Regions from separate parts of the Mus musculus genome. Here region 2 is linked to region 1. Evidence: chromatin contacts called from public HiChIP or PLAC-seq data. All regions are on one chromosome and are shown on one strand. The core of a region is the stretch at or near the end of the contact, and the rest is flanking DNA. Distances in the headings are between cores, read along the strand shown.

Region 1 (7,116 bases), core at 619-3,118:
TTCCCTAGTGAAATTCACATCAACTGACAAATTGACAAGGGCGACCACGGCTAAGTTACGTTTGATATATCTACCTTTCCCTGCAGCCCCTGCTTTCATATTTAGCTAGTTACCCAAGGCTAGACTGTCCTTCCCATTTCTCTCTTTAGCTCTCTCTCAGTCTAGCCTAGGATCTCTAACCTTTCAGCTATGTTATGGTCTCCTGTCTTCTGTCTCCAGTTTCTAGTTCCACACTTCTTCATCTTGTTCTGCCTTCTAGGATTCTCTCTGCCAATCAGACCTTCTATCACCAAATTCCTGACGGATCTCTCCTTTCCTACATAGCAAAGATTGCTCTGTGTGGCTTTCAAGGACGTTTAACACTACTTTCTCCCTTTAACCCCTTAGTCACCCCTCACTAATATTCCCAAGCCTTACCCTGCTACCAAAATGGATCATCTACATTTCCTAGGAACTTCTGTGACAACTGTGCCTTGCTCATCCGCGGAAGGTCTCTCCTTCCGCATGGTACATGTTTCAAAACTTATTCTGTAAGCCCTCATTCAAATTTTTCAAAGAGCCTTTTCTGATTTCCCAACTTGGAATTAGGGTTACCCTAGCTTGACATTTGATTCTTAGGCATCAGGAGATCCTTAGATTAGAGTTATTTTATTGTAAAACTTTCTGAATGATAGCTGGATAATGGATAACTATTTTTCATAGTTCCCATAATAAATACGCAACTCTCCATGTCTGCAGGATTATTGTTCTCCCCCTCTAAGACACACTGCAACCTTTGTAAGCACATAGAAATGACTCAAAATTCTGTTCTATATCCTAATATTCTTCTTCCATAGTTCAATCATGTATTACATATTTAGCTGTCAGCCTATATTGTACTCTGCTCTGAATTTACTTCTTCATATTCCCAAGCTGAGAGTTCTGAAGACAGGGATACCTTGCCCATCTTGATAGCTGGAACATCAGAGAATGCAGTTCTCTGTCGGCGCTGAGTGTTAAGCTACTCTCGCTTGTCCTGTGTCCCTGGAGAGGCAACTAGAGCAGAGCAATTGAGGGTCTTCCTGATTTTCAGTTGTCCCCAAATCAAGGCCAAACATTTAATGTTTCTGTATTCCTTTCCTTTCCTTTATATTATAGGGGAGGAGAATAATTGATATTATGATAAAGTAGCTAAGTGGTGGCAAAGTGGTTCGAGCAATAGAATGTAAGTAATAAATGCTATTAACCCAACATCTGTTAAAATAACAACTTATGTCTTAGACAAGAGCAAGTCTTTATGAAGTTATAAGTCCTTGATAAGAACTTCAAACAGAAAGACCTCAGTGCAAAGGATATAGAGTTGTTCTGTTTTCTTTCTGCTGCTGTGATAAAACTCGATGCCCAAAGGCAACTTAGAGTAAGACTGGGCTCATTTCAACTTATACTTCTAGGTCACAGTCCATCATTGAGCGAAGTCAAGGCAGGTCTGCTTGCTGTTTCCTGCAGTGTTGCCTCCAGTTGAAAACTCATTTATACTCAAAGTAGTACAACACAAACCAAGCTGGCTGGAAGAACACTGCTTGCTGGCACATTCCTTGGGGTGTTCAGGACCATGTTTAGTTAGCTTCCTTATAGCCCAAGACCATCTGTTTGGGGAATGGTACCACCACAGTGGACTGGGCCCACCTACATCAACTAACATTTAAGATTATTTCATAGACATGCCCACAGACCAACCTAATTAAACCAATTGACTGAGACTTTTAAAAAGCCTGGTGATTCTGGGTGCTGTCAACTTGACAGTTGACACCAAGTAGGACAGGAGTAAACCTAGAATGGAAAAAGCTAGAATTGAAACTGCTTTGTTATCATCAAGGAAGCATGACTGAAAGTAGCCCAGTGACAGGAAGGGAAGAGCCCAACCCAAGAGAGGAAGTGTTAACTTTGAAATTTGCCACATATACCCCAGTTATGAAAACAAAATGGTCCACCTTCATCCACAGTGGCTACATCCCAAGATACCCAGTGGTGGCTTCAAACTGTGAATCATATACACAGCTATACAGGCATGAATTAGGCACAGGAAAATTATCAGTAATAATCAATGACAAAATAAAAAAATGTGAATGATGTGCAATAGAATTTCTTGCACACATGAGATCTCTCAAATGCCACTGGATAGGTAATCAGTACACCATGGATTTCCTGGCTGAAGGAATGATTCTAATCCTGGGTGAGGCTGCAAGAAAATAAAAATAAAAATAAATCCCATTCATCACACTACTCAGAAATGTGTAATTTCAAAATTTGCAAGGGGCTTATCTCTGAATCATGGTCTACAGCATGTCATCAAAACCTAAGAAAATGAAATTGTGAGTGTGTAAACTTCTGTACCAAACAAGCATTAGTTTTTCTGTTACTTCTTCGCTCCCCAAATACATGTCCCTGCTTACTGCCACCAACCCTGGGAATATTGGAAGCTATGGTTAACTCGTTGAAGAACAAGCAGATGAGGACATGAAGGAAGGAAGAGTCACATTCTCTTCCTGGCTTGATGCATCTTATCTGAACTGGCTGCAGCTAGACTGTTCATCTCTGGGGAGATACTGCGTTTTAAATCACGCTTGGCAATTTTTATGGCTAGGCAAGGCTGTCTATATTAGTGGGGAAAAACTCAAACCTTGAATAGTAACTTTCTTCCTAACTACCTGGTAAACAACAACACGTGTTCTAGATTTTTGCTTGCTGCTCACGTTCGAGGTTTTGAAAAAAAGGAGTATTTATTTAATTTTGTGTGTTGTATGAGAGTTTTGTCCGCATGGGTGTGTGTGTACCGCCTGCATGCCTGATGTTCACGGAAGTCGAAAGAAGGTGTTGGATTCCTGGAACTGAAGTTATCAGTGGCTGTAAAAACACCACGTGGGTTTGGAGAACCCAACCCTGTCCTCCACAAGAGCACCCAGTGCTCTTGATTCCAGTGCCAAATCTCTAACCCCTCACTTGCTATATTAACAGTTCCCTGCATGCGTCCTGCCTCAGCACAGCGTCCAACAGTATCCACACGAACCCTACTCTTTCCTTGTTTGGTTATTTGCATGCATTTGCTTTTGGTCAACCTTTAAACTCTGCGAGGGCAGGGACGGATTGTTTGCCTTTATAGCGTCAGCACATAGCACTTACTGGCCCATAATTGTCCCCCAATAAAGATAAATGGAAGCAATATATTCTTTAAAAAAAAAAAAACCTGATTTTTTTCCCCCTGAGAGTCCCTAATTTCCACTTGTTATTGTTCTAGAGAGATAAATTTAAAATAGCTCCCTTTTCTATAACAGCGCGCGGTGAAATGTCCATTGCTACATCCCCTTGGCTCAAGGCTCATCCGGGTGATGCCCAGCGGTTCCTGAGAACTTTTTGACTCCACATATATATCCTGAAAACTTGTTGGGGACCTTCTTACAGTTTCCAATGTTTCTCCCACAGGTTTCTTCCGAAGAAGCATTACCAAGAACGCCGTGTACAAGTGTAAGAACGGGGGCAACTGCGTGATGGACATGTACATGCGCAGGAAGTGCCAGGAGTGCCGGCTAAGGAAGTGCAAAGAGATGGGGATGTTGGCTGAATGTATGTATACAGGTATCCACCTCAAGCAATTAAACTCCACCAAAACCTCCTAAGGAGGCAGGCGCCAGGTAACTCAGACCACCCCATGTTAAGGACAGGATCTGGCGAGCTAGCTGTCTCAGTTCTTGAACGGGGTGCTGGACCGCTTACTTCCTTAAACTGCCGTCAGAAGAGCAACTTATTTCTCTAAAAGAAATGACGGATTTGTTTGGGGATTGTGTTTTCCGTTGTTGCGAGGACTTTTATAGAAGGAATGATGTTGGTATTATTGAAATAACTTGCTTTAATGAGCTATGTCGGACGGCATTCTGAAAGGCCCATCTAAATTTGATTTTAACGTACTCCTTATTTATTGCTTAATTACCATAAAAAGTCATAGCGGTGGGACAGTAAATGCCTGTGAATTATCTAAATAGGGTTTTAAACTAAGTCATTTTTATTAAGAATTCGTCTCCCCTCAGTGCAGCTGTGAGCCAATTTGTATAGGTTTACACAGGAAATTAACGACCCTGAGTTTTAATATAATTTTGTCCTTCGATCTGATAAGGGGACACTGTATTAAACACTGGCCCTATGAGGAACCACCGCCTTCATCAGAAATTAGAATGCATGTTAGTATAACATTATTAATTTTTCATCCTACAGCCCGCTCAGATTTAGAGATATGCCTTGTTCCTCCTCCAAACAAACGGACAAACAAATGTCACCAAGGGGATGACAACATTCAGGGAGGGAATGCCACGTGAAATAAAAGCCCATGGAAGGTGACCCTAGCTCCATTGTTCCTGAACTGTGTGGGTGACTGGTACGCTCCCAGAGAAACAATGTGTTCAGGAGGGAGAAAAATCGGCCTGTATAAATAAATAATCCATCCCTGGATGGATGAAAGTTTTATACAGGCTGATCACAATCTCATTTTAGCAAACATGAAATAAGAACCTGACCGGGGCAGCGGCTGCAACCCAATCTTGCAGCGGTAATCCTTTGACACTGGGCGGTTCATGTTGCTCATGACTTAAATATGAACTTGTTCCATCTGAGCTCACTTGGTAAGAGACCCTCCCCACAGAAGTCAGTAGCTTTATTTATAAGCACAAACATCTTCCCCACAGGGACGTAGCTGTTTCATAAGTCTTTTGTACAGTGTACCTCCCGGAGCCTTGTTTCACCATCGCTGAGAGAAGAACAAAGAAATCCAAAATACATAGAAGGCAGCAGGTCTTGTTACTTGTTCAAGCACAAAGCATAATCAATGATAACTACACGCTCGCTAAAAAAGATTCAGACACTTTGTGTTTGTTGGGCTTTTATCAATATCTAAAAAAATACCCGAGAGAATTATTAAGAGGACACATTTCATTTCGGTCCATACGTTTAGAAGTTTGGTGACTGTTTTTCACAGCGTTTGAGCTTCTGCAGGGCAAAGGTGAGGCGCTGATGCCATAGCACAAAAGCTTCCAGGTCTCATGGCCTGGAAGAAAAAGGGACCGAGGAAGAAGCTGGGGTCCCACAGTCCCATCTGAGGGCATCCCACAGATCTGGGCCCCTCCTCAGGGCTCCACCAACTCTCGATAGCACAACAATAGAACAACAATAGGGGCTTTGTCTTTAACTTGGAAACCAAGCAATGGCTGGCAATCCTTAAGTATTGTAACCTTTGTATTTTTAAATAATTTGCATAGATTAGTGAGTGGGGCTTATTTTTTTTTCTGAAAGGAGTTCACGTTTGTTTTACTCAACAAGTTTTAATATTATAAAACTGAATATACTTTTTATTGAACAGTATTAATATAGGTGAAAAACACTTGGATGTTTAAAAGTAATTGTATGTTCTGAAGGCAGCTTCCCTGGTCTCCTAGGGAACAGGGAGTGTGTCATTTGCGATACCATTGACTAAACATCTTCTGCTTTGTATGATCCTTTAGCATCACAAATTATTTATATATAAAGCCCAGTGTTTTTTTTAAATACCTAATCACATCTATGCAAACCTCTGTGGCAAATATTTGTGTTCCACAAATGAAGAAGCACACTCACAGATGTCAAATGCCTCACTCAAAATCAAATCTTAAAAAAAAGAAAATTAGCTTTTTATTTTTCCTTAAGATTTATTTTTTTGTCCAAGTGTACGTGTTTGTGTGGATGTATATCATGTATACAGGATACCCAAGGAGGCCAGGAGAAGGCATGGGACCCCCTAGAAGTGGAATCACAGGTGGTTGTGCCCCCCCCCCCCCACAGGTGGTGTGGGTGCTGAGAACCAATCTCCTCCCGCAGCCTTCTGCAAGATCTGCAACTACTCTTAACCACAAAGCCATTCCTCCATCTGGCCTTCTCCTTTTAAATGCCAGACGAGCCAGAATTAGCTCTGCTTATCACCTGAGCTGACCACCTAACAGCATCTTCAAGGACCATACACCCAATAGGATTTTTTAAAATTAGATATTTTCTTTATTTACACTTTAAATGTTATCCCCTTTCCTAGTTTCCCCTCTGAACACCCCCTATTCTCCCCCCCCCCCCCTGCTCACCAACCCACCCACTCCTGCTTCCTAGCCCTGGCATTCCCCTATACTGGGGCATAGAGCCTTCACAGGACCAAGGGCCTCTCCTCCCACTGATGAAGGACTAAGCCATCCTCTGCTACACATGCAGCTGGTGCCGTGAATCCCACCATGATGTGTTTTCTTTGGTTGGTGGTTTATCCTTATTTTCTTTCTTTCTTCCCCCCAACCCCCAACCCCCCCCCCCCCAAGGTTTGTTAACTGAAATCCAGTGTAAATCTAAACGGCTAAGGAAAAATGTGAAGCAGCACGCTGATCAGACAGCTAATGAGGACGACAGCGAAGGGCGTGACTTGCGACAAGTGACCTCCACAACCAAGTTTTGCAGGGTAACAGTGCGAGGGCGAGGGCGGCGGGGGGGGGGGGGGGGGGGGGGCAAAGCTGGTGTGAATGGGCTTCTGGTTGAACCTGTCAGTCTGGCTGGGAGGTTGTCTGAGTAGAGCCTTGGCCATGGCCAAATTTTCATCTCAGTTGGCTTTGGAACAGAGTCCTCCTGCCAGAGGGAACAATGTAATCTTCACGATGGAGTTTTTCACTTGAGGTTTTTTGGTTTTTTGTTTGTTTTTTGTTTTTTGTTTTTCTGAGACGGGATCACAATGTGCGGCCATGTCTAGCTTAGAACACATTATTTAGACCAGAATAGCCTCAAAGTTACAACGATCCCCCTGCTTCTGCCTTCCAAGTGCTGGGACTTGCCTCCAGAATTCTGGAATTAAAAGCATACAGGGCCATGCCTGGTCTCCACGCAAGTTTTTGATGGCTATATCCCAATTTCCCACTCCCTCTCTTGCCCTTAAGAAGGAAAGTTCCAACTCAGGAAGTCTGGACCCTGCAGAGGTTGTGGATTGGTCCATGTCAACTAGGAATACAGGACACCACAAATCTGTGAACCAATAGAGAAAAACCCTTTTCACAGACTCTTAAGAAATCCACTGGATAACTAAAGACAGAG
Region 2 (7,208 bases), core at 3,213-5,712, 260 kb before region 1:
TTACTTATTAGTAGTCAGCCACAACCCAGGTATGAAGTTCAGTTTCCTTAACACAGCAAACGAAGCCCATGAAAATCTAATTTAGCTAAGCCTATTATTGACACCAACATGAGCAGCAATCTCAATTCAAAATAATTCTCTCCATAGCCAGATCTTTGCCGTCTGTGATGGATTGAATGTGAACACTCCCAATGCTTGATCATCACTTGGTGGAACTATTTGGGAAGGATTAGGAAGTGTGGCCTTACTGGAAGAGGTGAGTCACTGGGGATGGGTGGGGCGGGCTTTGGGGTTTCAAAAGTCCATGTTATTCCCAGATGGCTTTCTTTCCTTGCCTCACACTTAAGCTCCAGTGTTCTGTCTGACTGCCTACTGTCATGCTCCCTGACTTGACAGCCACAGACTCATCCTATAGAAATGTAAGTCCCCGGCTAAATGATTTCTTTTATAAACTGCTTCGGCTGTCATGTCTCTTCACAGCAATAGAAAGGTAACTAAGACATCCTTCCACTCTTTGTCACGACAAACTAATCTATGAATAGCTAGAACTGGGCCATAAAATTTTTCTCTCCCAAGAATCTAAAACTTGGCAGGAAAGATCAGAGAGTAAGAGTCCTAACTCCAAAGTTGCACAATCAGCTGCAGTTTTATCCCCTAGGGAATTTTTGGAAATTCCTAGAAATACTAAACACCCCACACTGCACAGAGGAATCCTCTACAGCAAAGAACTGTCTAGTCTACTATCTGAAATTGACAGGCCTTGCTCTAAGATGAAGGCCCAGGGAAATTCAAAGAGTTTGCCTGTCTTCCACCTGTCTCAGGGTGTGTGGTCAGATCTTCCTCTGAATCTGTGACCCACCCAACAGCTTCAACTATATTTCCCTTTTTTACTTAAGTTGACACATTTCTATTGCCTGCAGACAAAATAACCATAGCCAGCAAAGCTATCGAGCTCCATCATTTGATACACATCTACATATTTGAAACCAGTTCCTCAGCCTTTCGGCTGCTGGCATCTGGGCCAGATGTGATTTCATATTAGAGGTCTGTGCTGGGTGTGCGTGATAGTGTTGGGCAGAATCCCCAGCCTCTACCTACCAGGTGACAACCTTCCAAGTCACAATAATCAAAACCATTGCCAAAGGAACAAAGTTCCAGTGGTTGACAACCATTGCTTCAAACAGGACAGAGACTCCACCCCATGAGGTACAGTCTACCAAGTGAACTCCTAATCTGCAGAAAAACCTGTGTATCATATACTATGTCCTGAGGCTAAGTGATGGGAGGCAAGTATTTGTGCTTGGATCTTTCATATCACTTTGCAGGTCCCAGCTTAATTAAATGTGTACCTTTTGTCCCTGCCTGTCTTCCGACTATCTCAGGTGTGTGGTCAGATCTTCAACAACTTCAACTACATTTTCCCTGCACATACACCTACACACATATGTACAGAGAGACACAGAGCAACAGATAAAAAGGTGTAATGGTGAAATGACAGGTAGTTCCTGCTCCATCTTCCTTTCTTATATATGAATGTTTTAAAGAACTTCTTATCCTCTTACGGGGTGCGGGGGCGGGGGGGGGGGGGGACGGATTCCCCTATAACCACCTTCAACACATACCCTGTGCTGACCTAAAAAAATCTGGGTAATTTCTTTCAAAGGCTTTTCATGTTTCATTTCCCCTAAAATATAACACTTCTAACCTCTTCCTGTCTCTCTTCACACACCCCAAAGTTGATTCAGATCAGTCAAGTCTACAAACTTCTCATTAAAGCAAGAGGCACTAAGGAAACAAACATTAGGCAAGAAACAGAGATGTTTCTTATAAGATGACTTATAATACTCAAACCAAGCAGCGCTTACTTAAAGCATAAAGCATATGTCAGTCTCTTATAAAACAGTTCCTCTTCCTCACTGGTCCAATATGCCAACGTCCAAAGTCCTGGCCAGCCTCCAGAATTGCCAGTTTCAATCTTAAGATCTCAACTTTCACTCAGTGTGACCATTCTATTTTTCTAGACAGACTTCTTCCTGGAAGAGTCCCTGCAGGAGAGCCTGGAAGAACTTGGGCATTTTCCTAATGTTTCCTCTCTCTGATGGTACAGGTTCCAACGCCCTCCCCCAGAGGATTCCACCATTCCAGGCTGGCCTCAGGCTCTACTGCCAAGGACAATCTAAATCTGACAGCTTCCAACTCCCAAGCGCTGAGACTACAGGAATCTGTCACCACACCCGCTTTATAAGGTATATAAGGTGTTAGGCACTGAACTCAGGGCAGCTTTCATGCTAGGCCAGCACTCTAACCCAGCCTGGGAAACTGAGTTCCAACTCACACATGGTGTGGTAGGTGAGCACCAGTTATCCTCAGATGTTCCATACATAGACTGGATCAGGCACATATGTGCACACTTGGATGTATACAGTAAATAAATAAAAATATAATAATCTTTAAAAAAAACTACAAATGGTTTCTCCATTTAAAAAGAAAGAAAATGCTATGTTTTAGAAACTTTCTGATTTAAAATGAAATGCTCATTACTATTTACCACACAGGTGTAAGAAATCAGGAAGATTATAATGTAATCCTAAGGGCTTAACTCTAAGTATGTGGGAGTTATCTATGTGGCAGAGTAAGCCATTACACGCCTGCTCTTAAGAGGTCTTCCCAAATGGACTTATACAAGAGAATTAAAGGATAATGCCCTAAGGCACTTATCGACTGAATTAGATTTTCTTTTGGGCATACAGAGTGGTACAGTATCATTATCCCTGGGAGAGAAAAGGGCAATAAAATCAGTGTCTATGGATCTGAATTTTCTTATGGCTCTTGAAATAGGCAAGGGCGAAGTGTATCTCATGAGTCAGACTCACCCTAAGTAATAAACATTATTCAAAATAAGATGACTCAGTATTGCACTATCTATATAATTAAAAAAAATCCAACAAAGCATGGTAGCACAGACCTGTAATCTCAGCACTCAGGAAGGTGAGGCAGGATGACACTGAACTTGAGGGTAGCCTGAGATTTATTTTCAGGACAGCCTGAGCTACTTAACCTGTTTAAATACACACACACACACACACACACACACACTCACTCTCTCTCTCTCTCTCTAATTAGTGATACTAAGAACCAAACACACGGTCACAAACTTTGCTATAGTTTGATACTTTATGTATACATACTGTGTGTATTAAATTTTATTCAATATAAAGATATAATGTCAGGAAAATATCTGCTGAATCATAGTATTGTTTTGTTCAATATGTTCTCAACTGTAATATATATATATGTATTACACACACACACACACATATCCAGAAAATGAAGACATGTTTACTATACAAGTCTATCATTAAACCTGAGAACGTTCCTTTAATCAGTTAAAAGCATTCATTAACTTACAAATAACAGAGGAGAGAAAGAGATCCTAACCAAGAGCTTTTAATTCTCTGTCACCAACTTGGAACAGGGTCCTACATTTAGCCTGTTTCTTGAGACAAATATGGAGAAGCCAAGAGCAGTAACAAACTGCCAGTTTACTGAGTCATGTTTCTGACTAAAACTGTGTTATGAAATGGAAAGAGTGACACGTCTGGGGTTTAAACACCAGGGACGTTAACTCCCTGAACTCAAGGGTCGCGGAACAAAATCGGAAAACTCTGCAGCAAGAACGAACGCGATGCGGGACTGAAAACGACTTCCACGGAGAACTGGCCGAAGCGGAGAAGTCCTGCTTAATTTCCCCTAAAACAAATCCGAACTGTGCAAACAAGCACACCCTCCCGTGCAGCGGAGCGGGGACGCCAGGTAGGGGGCACCGAGAACAATCCCAAGGTTAACGTTTCACTGGCACACACACACCCCAGTCCTCGGCTAACGGAGCCGCTCGGCTCCGAGCCCCGGGAGCTTCCGAGCCGGACCGGGTCCCAGCCCAACCCCATCCACCCAGCACCTGAGTGACGCCGGGGACGTCACCAGCCTCGGCGCAGGAGCGGCCCCCGGCGGAGGAGGAGACCCCGGCCCGCCGAGCCCCGCCGCCCTCCGCGTGACTCCGGAGGCCGGTCGGGGGCGCCAGCGGCACCGGCAGAGCCCGAACCTGCGACCTGGACCCGAGAACCGGCGGCCAGCGGACGGGACCGGCCCCGAGCGCTCGCTGACCTGGAGAGGTGCTTCAGGATCTGTTTCTTGATGATCCCAGCCATGGTGCCCGCCGGGCTGGAGCGCCGCTCTCTTGTCGCTCCTCACAGCCTCCTCACTTCGCGGCAGTCTTCTTTCGGTCCCGCCTCACCGGCCCGGAGGAGAAGCGCCGGAGAGATCACTCTCAGAAGAGACTCGAGGGCCTGGCCGAGGCCACAGCCGCCGCAGCCGCCGCCGAGAGCCCGAAGCATGACGCTCAGGCCGCCGCGGCCGCCGCCAGCGCCATCTTGGCTGCAGCATCACCTAAGAGACCGGGGGCGGGGAGAGGAGTCGGGGGGGCGGAGCGAGCTCGAGGTGGGCGGGACCTGTGGGAGTTCCGGGAATCTTCAGCCCTGCCTACTTCGGACTCCCACTAGGTCCTCCGCTGCCCTTTCCTAGTTGGTACTTGGGCTTTCATCTTTTCTTCATCCCTTTCATCTTGTCTGTGCCTCTCTCGCTGACATCCTAGTCTTGCTTCTTCATTTCCTCCGAACTCAACTTTCTGCTCTACAAGTAGCTCTGTTTATGTTATTCTTTTGGCCATTTCAGCTTTTTAATCTCAGTTTCTTTTACCAAGATCCTTCCCTTAGACTAACGGCTGTAATTTAATGTTTCCATTCGTTGGTCTAACCTTAAAGGAAGTAAAATTGACAGCATGTCATATTTAACCGAATATACCTAAAGACCTAGAAGTTAGAAAGTCTAGAGCCAGTGAGATGGCTCTCAGCCAGCAAGAGTACTTGTCAAGCAAGCTTGATGATCTGAACTTGATGACCAAACCACCATGAAGGAAAGAACTGCCCTTGAAAGTTATCCTCTGGACACACACACACATAGACACACTTAGTAGAAATTTTGAAATGGAATGCCCAAAATGAAGTCCTGGTTCTAATATTTTCTAGCTATGTTAACTTGGAAAGATTGTTTTCAGCTTTAGTTTCACTTCATGTATGAATGTGACTTTGGTCACACAAGGGGACGTCAGAGAACAGCCCTGGGTGTAGTGCCTCACTTTCTTCTATCTCTTCCTCAACAGCTACTTGTGTACTCCAGGTTACCTGGTTCCTAGGATCCTCTTGTTGGTCTCTTGTTGCCTCTCCCATATTGCCTAAAGAGTGCTGGGATTACAGACTTCTGGCTTCATGTGAATTCTGGAGACTCAAGTTCAAGTCCTGATGATTGAATGGCAAGTGTATTGTCTGCTAAGCCAGCTCTCTCAGCCGTTAACCTCACTTTTAATCATCTTTAAAATATAGTGTCTGCCCTTAGGGATGGTTTGGTAGGGGCCCTAGTAGGTACTGTTGGTGTGTCTGGGCCATATTGTCTGGCCACCTGTTGTAGAAGCAGGTTTTGAAAAAGATATAAATCACTAAAATATTTCATAAACAGGTGGGAGAGAGAGACAGTGTAGCCATTTGAGGTGGGAAGAAGCAGCATTAGAGTTCACAATGCTTGAAGCATGCCAGGGTAACAAGAATCTGCTAACACAAATACTGTGCAAGGATGAAAGCAATCTGAGCTGTTTGAAGGGAACCAAGCTGGGTGTAGTGACACATGGGTCTGTAATGTCAGCCCTTCGGGGACAGAGGCAGGAGGAGTGCTACAAGTCTGAGGTCACCATGATCTACTTAGCAACACCTTCTCTTGAAAAAATAAAAAAATAAAAATAACTACAAAGCCAAGATTTTATTACTTGGACATAGGATCCATAACAACTCATAAAAATGCCTGTCTTGGGACTGACTCCTACTTGGAAGCTGGCATGACAGTGATGGGTTGTACTTCAGAGCCTTACTAGACTAGCGAAGGCCGCCTGCAGCCAGCCAGGTCTTGTCCCTAGCTGGGTGACTCATTCCCAGTCTCTGCCCAGAACCCTGCTCCTCTCCGTCTCTGAGCTTCAGTAAGATAACATCCCTTGTCCCCAGTCTCTGATTCAGTAAGATAACATCCCTTATCCCCCGGCCCAACCCTTTTCTTCAGTTGACCTGAAGTTTCTTCTCTTAGAAATGATTAGGTGGAAATCAGCTGTATTTGCAGAGGAATAAATGTTAAAAGTAACATTTGATTGACAAACCAAACATAGGGTGTGGGGAGGGGCAAAGAAAGGCTAGCCAAACCTCCTGCTTCGCCCTGATTATGAACTATTAGGACAAACAAACATAGAGCAACAGAACACAAGGAAGTTCTTGAGGCTCGGACAGCCTCTGAGCACAGTACAGACTGGATAGTCTAGTGTACTTCAAACTGCCAACACCCACAGACACCTTTCTTCTGCCCTGGACTTCCTACAGAGTCATAATAACTCTAATACAGCAGCTCCCTGCCTTCATCATTTTAGCATAGGGGCTGGAGAGATGGCTCAGTGGTTAAGAGCACTGGCTCTTCTTCTACAGGAAGTGGGTTCAAATCCCAGCATCCACATGGTGACTCATACCTGTTTGTAACTCCAAGATCTGACACCCTCACACAGACATACATGCAGGCAAAACACCAATACACATTGTCTTAGTTAGGGTTTTACTGCTGTGAACAGACACCATGACCAAGGCAAGTCTTATAAAACACAACATTTAATTGGGGCTGGCTTACAGGTTCAGAGGTTCAATCCATTATCATCAAGGTGGGAGCATGGCAGCATCCAGGCTGTCATGGCACAGGCAGAGCTGAGAGTTCTATCTCTTCATCCAAAGTCTGCTAGTCTTCCCAGGCAACTAGGGTGAGGGTCTTAAGCCCACACCCACAGTGATACACCCATTCCAACAAGGCCACACCTCCAAATGGTGCTACTCCCTAGTCCAAGAATATACAAACCATGACACACATAAAAGTAAATTTTTAAAAATTTTAGTTTATATGTACTCATAGTACACACGAGTGTATGCAAAAGTTAGGGAAAAATTGGTGCAATTAATCTTTAGCATTTTAACTTTTTTGAGCCCTTTGATTATAAAACCATATATCCAAAAGGACACTTATATACCATTTATTTACTGGTTAGTTGAGATATATTAATTTGTATGAACATA

What was found. HiChIP or PLAC-seq counts read pairs in DNA pulled down with a chosen protein or histone mark.
Region 2: an H3K4me3 HiChIP or PLAC-seq map of bone marrow-derived macrophages shows a contact between it and region 1, with 2.5 times the contacts expected there. The contact joins the promoter of Uhrf1bp1l here to the enhancer-like site in region 1. A contact is called at or near these places in 4 of 39 promoter capture datasets (the C10 cell line, cranial neural crest, hematopoietic stem and progenitor cells and 1 more), 4 of 115 datasets of contacts at active chromatin or transcription factors (bone marrow-derived macrophages, embryonic stem cells and extraembryonic endoderm stem cells) and 1 of 9 other capture datasets (liver).

The regions. Positions count from the first base shown.
Region 1 is chr10:89,479,868-89,486,983 of GRCm38.p6, reverse strand. Nr1h4 (nuclear receptor subfamily 1, group H, member 4) reads left to right here. Exons shown (of 9, transcript NM_009108.2): 3 at 3,460-3,600; 4 at 6,357-6,493. Among named protein-coding and RNA genes, the nearest start is that of Nr1h4, 23 kb to the left of the region's middle. Within about 2 kb of position 1,868, at least 18 of the 459 cell types and tissues checked have an H3K27ac peak or open chromatin away from gene starts, as enhancers often do. A contact at or near this core is called in bone marrow-derived macrophages, where this site is marked.
Region 2 is chr10:89,742,245-89,749,452 of GRCm38.p6, reverse strand. It overlaps Uhrf1bp1l (UHRF1 (ICBP90) binding protein 1-like), which reads right to left and starts at 4,462. Exons shown (of 21, transcript NM_029166.2): 1 at 4,165-4,462. The coding sequence starts at 4,208.